Linked DNA regions of Mus musculus: region 1 is linked to region 2. Evidence: chromatin contacts called from public Hi-C data. All regions are on one chromosome and are shown on one strand. The core of a region is the stretch at or near the end of the contact, and the rest is flanking DNA. Distances in the headings are between cores, read along the strand shown. Region 1 overlaps Gm34112 (a long non-coding RNA gene). Region 2 has its middle 18 kb from the start of Gm52536.

Evidence for each region. Hi-C and Micro-C count contacts between places; a contact is called where the count stands out from the background.
Region 1: a Hi-C map of the N1E-115 cell line shows a contact between it and region 2, with 11 times the contacts expected there. The contact joins two enhancer-like sites. A contact is called at or near these places in 4 of 484 Hi-C or Micro-C datasets (the N1E-115 cell line, cortical neurons and uterus) and 2 of 115 datasets of contacts at active chromatin or transcription factors (astrocytes and embryonic basal ganglia).

The regions. Positions count from the first base shown.
Region 1 is chr2:169,473,425-169,476,581 of GRCm38.p6, forward strand. All of the region lies in intron 2 of Gm34112 (a long non-coding RNA gene), which reads right to left. All of the region lies in intron 1 of Gm14249 (predicted gene 14249), which reads left to right. Among named protein-coding and RNA genes, the nearest start is that of Gm14249, 13 kb to the left of the region's middle. Within about 2 kb of position 1,862, at least 10 of the 459 cell types and tissues checked have an H3K27ac peak or open chromatin away from gene starts, as enhancers often do. A contact at or near this core is called in the N1E-115 cell line, where this site is marked.
Region 2 is chr2:169,060,026-169,063,200 of GRCm38.p6, forward strand. No RefSeq gene overlaps it. Among named protein-coding and RNA genes, the nearest start is that of Gm52536, 18 kb to the right of the region's middle. Within about 2 kb of position 1,701, at least 14 of the 459 cell types and tissues checked have an H3K27ac peak or open chromatin away from gene starts, as enhancers often do. A contact at or near this core is called in the N1E-115 cell line, where this site is marked.

The sequences.
Region 1 (3,157 bases), core at 612-3,111, 410 kb after region 2:
AGCTGCTGGAATGGAGGAAAGAGATGGACAGGATATGTTAGGAAGTGCCATTCAGGGCCAGTTACTAACTGTGCCCTGATTACAGGACTACCCAGGTGGCAGCGGGGCTCCCAGAAGTCAGTCTGAGGAGCTCACCTCTTAAAACACACTCCAACTTCATAGTTGAGCTCAGGGAAAGTTATGTTTAGCCCCCTCAACAAAAGAGTTTTATGGATGAAGATTTTTCCACATTCCCAAGATTCCAACCAACCTCAGGTCTGAATTAACTCAGATATGCTGTTTTGTTTACATAGAATATCCCTAACAGATGTGTGAGGACATTAGGGTCCCCTGGGAATATGTTTTCGAAAGAGAATCCTTCTTATTCCTTCTTCAGGTGGGTTTTTTTGTTGTGTGCTGGTGACTTGTGGAAAATGGACCACCTCTGGCTTAGCGATCAGGTCTGAACATTTCAGATGATGATAAACTCTATTTCATAGCATTTATCATTCCAGACATAAAAGTAATATATGTCAATGTCCTTTGAAAACTTCTCTGAGACACCATATACATGAATTATAATAACAAACATTTTTAGTTTTACAAAACAGATCATCCAACCTGACTAATAAAAGGTGACACAGGATCTAAGGAGATGACCCCGTACTTGTTGTACAAGCACGAAGACCTGATTTCAGACCCCCTAGTTAAAAAAGGGAATGGTTATAGGCACCTCTAACACTAGCACTGTCTGGGGCAGAAACAGGAGGGTCTACTGGGCTGGCTGAGTGCCAGCCTTGTTCCAAGTTCAGTGAGAGAACCTGTCTCAAAGGAACAATAAGGAGAGTGATCAACGAGGAAGACAGCAACATTCTTTCTCTGTCCTCTACACATGCATGTAAGAGTGTATTCATCCACACAAAGAGTGAGAAGATACCACACATACATATATGCATGCCTGTGTGTGCATGCACGCACATGTGCGCGTGTGCACACACACACACACACAATGGGGAGAGAGGAGAGAGAGAGAGAGAGAGAGAGAGAGAATCCTGCAGAGAGTGTTCTGAATGCCATCTCTGAGCAGAATCGTCATCTCAAGGCTCTTAAATCCTTCAAATAAGGAAGGTCCCAGCCCTCTGCTGCACAGCAATCCCACAATGCCCTGAGCCACACTGTCTAAAGAGTCCTCTTAATTTCACCCCAGAGCTCATCTGCTCTGAGTGCAGTCCTGATATCTTTGAGAGGTGGCAGCCCTCCCCCAATCTTAGTCAATTAAACAAGCTATTGTTTCTGATTAAGATATCACATCCCAGAGAATAACAGCAATTAAAGCTGGAACAGGGACCCCATGGGTCGCGCAGTCCACTTCCCCGCCAGCTCTCAAGGAGGTTTTACATTAGGCTGTAGTTTTATGTGGTTTTCCTGATTTGGTTTTTAAAATCCCAGTACCTGTCAGTGCTAATTACATTCTGGCTGGACATCTCCACCATGACTTGATCAACTTAGCACGGCTGATTTTCACAGGGCTGACACAGAGCGACTGCTGCTTGGTCATCACAGAACACTGGACAGTTGCCGGGCATGCTTCTGGAGGAAGGAAAGCTGTGCGGTGATTTGGTCTCCTGGGGAATTAGAGGGGTTTGTTTTCTGTCGGAAATGCTTTTGTCAGTTACTGTGTTTCAAAATGCTGGTAACATAGTAGGTCTTTTGTTTTCCTTTGGCTAACTTAGAAAAGAAAAGAAAAGAAAAGAAAAGAAAAGAAAAGAAAAGAAAAGAAAAGAAAAGAAAAGAAAAGAAAAGAAAGAAAAGTAGGTGTCTCCTATGCCTAAGTGTTACTTCGCTGGTAACCAATTCCCCCACTGCACGGGAGGCTGGAGCAGTCTGTAGGAGAAACAAATGGTCCCTGAGGATTTATTGCAGGATAGAGCTGATAGTTTACCATGATGCACTGCTGGGTCCTGCTGTTCACTTCCCTCCATTCTCAAGGCTGGAGTGTATGTGACAAATAAAGAAACAGAGGCCACTCCAAAGTCACCATGCCAGAGTCACAGTGGTAAACAGTCTAATTTTAACAAATATTTTATGGATCAAATTTGACCTATTTAATATCTTAAAATAATATTTATTAAATTAAGGAACCGATATGTTGTTAATTTTATCTAGGAATATTTAATATTACATAAATATAATTATTTTCTGTGTAACAATTTTACAAGTCATAAATAGTCAGTGGATTGAAGTTATTAAATAAGATGTTCAGCATGCTAATAAAATAAAAGTTTATTTTAAAACTAAACTGCTATAAATATTAATAATCTGAAACATTTTGGTTTTGTTATTTCCTTTTAAATGGTGTTGGCTCCATTTTGGCCCATTCTTTTTAAAATACCTGGGACCTCTTTCCCTTTGTAGGCCGTGGTCCAATTCCACACTGATGTCCCTGTTACTGTGTTTGGAGTGGAGTCTGTGCAGACTTTCTCACTACCACGGGGCTCCTCACATCTGAGGAAAACAAAAACTGTTATCGTGTTTGATTTCTTAATAATATCTCGAGTAAATCTGCCTCAGAGTGATTTAGGAAATATGTTTTATACAATATTACTGTCATATTCTTTTACAATTAAAACATATTATGCATACTGGAACAAAATAATAATGACCTCTACTCTCTGTCTTTAGCCTCAGCCAACAGGTTTCCAGGAACTCATTTTTGTATCTATTTTGAGAGAGATACTATAGTATTTCAAGCAATATTTCCCTCTAGCAGAGAGAGATGATAGACACATTTTGTTCTGAGTTGTGTGTGTGTGTGTCTGTGTGTTTGTATGTGTGTGTATGTGTGTGTGTGCTTTAAGCATGGAGTGATATTAATGGACAAATGTAATATGCACCACGCCTCACATCGTCTCAGGCCCTCTTTATGTATATTAATTTACTTGACATAGCTGAGTACCCTGTGAGACAGTCCTAGGCATGATGTTCATCCTCAAACAAGGCCACAGGAAGTTCGGAGCTTAAATTAGTTGCTGGAGACTTGAATGAGGTTGAGACTTACATCTCAGACACATTCTGAAATATTAGAAATAACAATGAACACTGATGCTTTTAACATGTATGTGATAGCTCACCTCTTATGAGCCAGTCTCCTAACCTGGACATTTGGACCATTTCTCCT
Region 2 (3,175 bases), core at 451-2,950:
TCCTCCCATTCTTGCTGATCTCTTCTAACACAATCCCTTCTACTTGTGTGTGTGTGTGTGTGTGTGTGTGTGTATGCATGTGTGTTTATATGTGTATGTGTGTGCATATGTTTATGTGGGTGCATGTATGTGTGTTTCTATGTGTGTGTATGTGTATGCACATGTGTATGTGGGTGCATGTATGTGTGTGTACATGTTTATGTGTGCTTCTACATGTGTCTGTATGTGTGTTTCTATGTGTGTGTGTATGTGTGTCTCCTAATGACTTGATTTGGCTTGCTAACTTGCAGGCTGGGAGAGGGGTTGCTGACAGACACACAGCAACTTAGCAGAGGCTGTACCAATGAAGAAAATAATGGTCTCCATCCTCTGGATTCATTCGGAGGATGTAGGTGTCTCTAGGATGTGAAGTTTTTCTGTTTCTTTTGGAGGAGAGGAGGGTGAGGCCCAGGAAGTGCCTTGCTTAGGGTCACAATCTGGTGCTGTTCGAGGAAGGAAGGAGAGGAGACTTGCCTCAGGTCTGCGCAGGTACGCATCCTCTGGGAGCCCCTCCCGGAGGCAGGGCTGGCCAGGGAGACGCTGGACTGTTCCAAGTGTCAGAGAAAAGCGTTGCCTGCTTGCTTCCGCACGTGCTACTTCCCGAGAAGGTGTTCCATCAACAGAAATGCTGATTCTCTGGCTTTCTCACGCTAAATTTAGAAATGACATTTGCATTTCCGCAGATCCACAGCACCGGCTTAGAAACAGTTCCCAGAGCCGGGGCCAAGTGAATAGTTTCCCTTTCTTGGCTGTGGGGAATTAGCAAAAATTAGGATGTGCCTGTAACAGGGTAGATGAAGACAGTTGAAAATAGTAAATGCATCCTTTTTAGGAGGTAAAAATCAGTTGTACCTCCAGTTAAATGCAGGGGTTCCAGCCAAATTTCTTCCCTCGATCCCTAACTCTGCCCCTCCCTCTTCCCTCCTCAGTGTCCATCTTCTTTTGTGTGTGTGTGTGTGTGTGGGGGGGCTTGTTAATTTTGAATATCAAAGTTTTTTAAAAATTTTATTTATTTATTGTGTGCATGCTTGTGTGTGCGTGTGTATGTGTATGCACATGTGAGTGTATATGTGTGTGTGCATGTGCCTGTGTATGTATGTGTGTGTGCATGTGTGTGCATGTACCTGTGTGTGTGCCTGTGCCTGTGTGTATGTGTGTGTGTGCACATGTGTATGTGTGTGTGTGTGTGATGCGCAAATATGCACAAACACACAGGCCACAGGGTGCTATGGAGGTCAGAGGACAAATTGCAGGCATGGGTTCTTTTCTTCATCTGGGCTCCAGGGGTAGAACCTAGGCCATCAGGCTTGGTGGCAAGCACCCTTTGCCCTCTGAGCCATCTCGCTGGTCCCAAACCTGACCATTTCTTATACCTTATTGGCAGCTCAAGATCTGAGGGAAGTTCCTGTTAGACTGCAACTCACCCGTTCTGCCTGCAGTTCCTGTGCACTTCTTAGTCCGTTTGATGGAGTTCAAACATTTGAAGAATTACACTGACTTTTTCCGTCTTGGCAGAGTTCTCCCAGCTATTGAGCAAAGGAACAAACAGCTTGTTTCCTGGTCAAGAGGGCGGGAAGCTGTCAACTCCCATCTGTCTCAGGGGTTGATCTACTTTTGGTGGTAATGTTCTACCGTTTCCCGGAGTCTATAAAATCATGAGCACATGTCACCACAAGAGGGCAGTGTGCGCTCTCTCCAGGAGCCCGTACAAATCCTGCCTTTCCCGCGGTGGGTAAAAGGATTTGTCTGGCAAAGGGCAAACCCATTAGGCATCAACATCCTGCATTTTCTTGCTGTTGCTTGTCATCATGGAAGCAATGATTGGAAAGTCCTGATTACCCGCACGATCTCCTAGACAGCGCACGTCTCTAAGCGCTTGCTTTCCAACGTACTGCTTTTGATTTTCACCTGTGCTACCCACGGAACGGGGGACCTAGGGGCACTTTCCCTGCTGCTGTTGGGAGAGCCTGTCTTATCTCTGTGGAGGTTCTCATCTGCGTGGGGGGCTGGTCCCGAGGTACCAGGAATGTGTTTAACAAGACAGCAATAGCTAAAGTTTTTAAAAGAGCCTTCATTCGTCTCTTGCAGGGGCTGCTGGTGGGGGATGTCATTATTAGTGCAAAATGTTCTGGAAAGTTCTCGATGATAATAACCTAAGGCAAGCATACATGAAGAATCAGTGAATTACGTTTTCAGTCCTTTTTTTTTCTTTAACCGACATGCCAAAAAAGTAAGATTTTTTTTTTTGATTTCATAAGCAAAGCCCAGAGGTGACATTTGTACAGTTGAAATATGGCCTACTGTGACTCCGTAGAATCTCATCAATAGATCTCTTTGCCAGATGGACCTGGGACTGGCAAAATCACCATCATGTCAGTGTTTCAGCTTGCGTTTGACTGGGTGTGAGGCAGTGAAGTGAGGGTCTGGGGCAAAGACCCTCTTTGCTTTCTCTTTTTATACAAAAATTCAGCAAATCAATTGTTGGCTTTAGACCTGCAGGGCAGAGTCTCCGTGTAGGCTGCTGTGTGACTTTCTGCTGAAGGTGAGGCCAGAGGCTCTCTGGAGGGCAGTGAGGATTGGTGGGCCAATGTGGATGTTCTAAGATGAGGGATCATCACTGGGTAGCCGCGAAGGTCAGGGAGAGCAGCCGATGCTGCCACTGGGGAGAGAGGTAGAACGTTCCAGAAAGATGGTGCTGGGTCCGTTAGGTCTTGATCGCTGGTGTCTGGCAATGACAGACAGAAAGATTTTCCCCAACAGAAACAGAGCAAATGAGGTTACAAATACATCCATGCACTGATGGCCAGGGATTCAAGCACTACATGCCTCCTGGGCTGGTACCTCACAGGCTGCAGAAAACCCATGATGTCACACCCCAGCAGGGAAGCCGGGAAGGTGAGATTTGTGACCCTTGGCACTCAGTCGGGGACAGTCATGCTCCTAGGAGACGTTATTTTTATTCAGGAGAGAAGGGCTTGTGGCACCTAGGGACGAGAAGAATCCCTGGCTTGATGGAGAAGAACTCTGTTACCACACGCCAGCAAGACAGGGTGAGAAGCCCAGAGAGACTTGCTCAGGAGGGAGAAAGAGAAGGGGAAGGGGGAACTTAGGGAGCTATGCACTAAGTTCTGGGGAC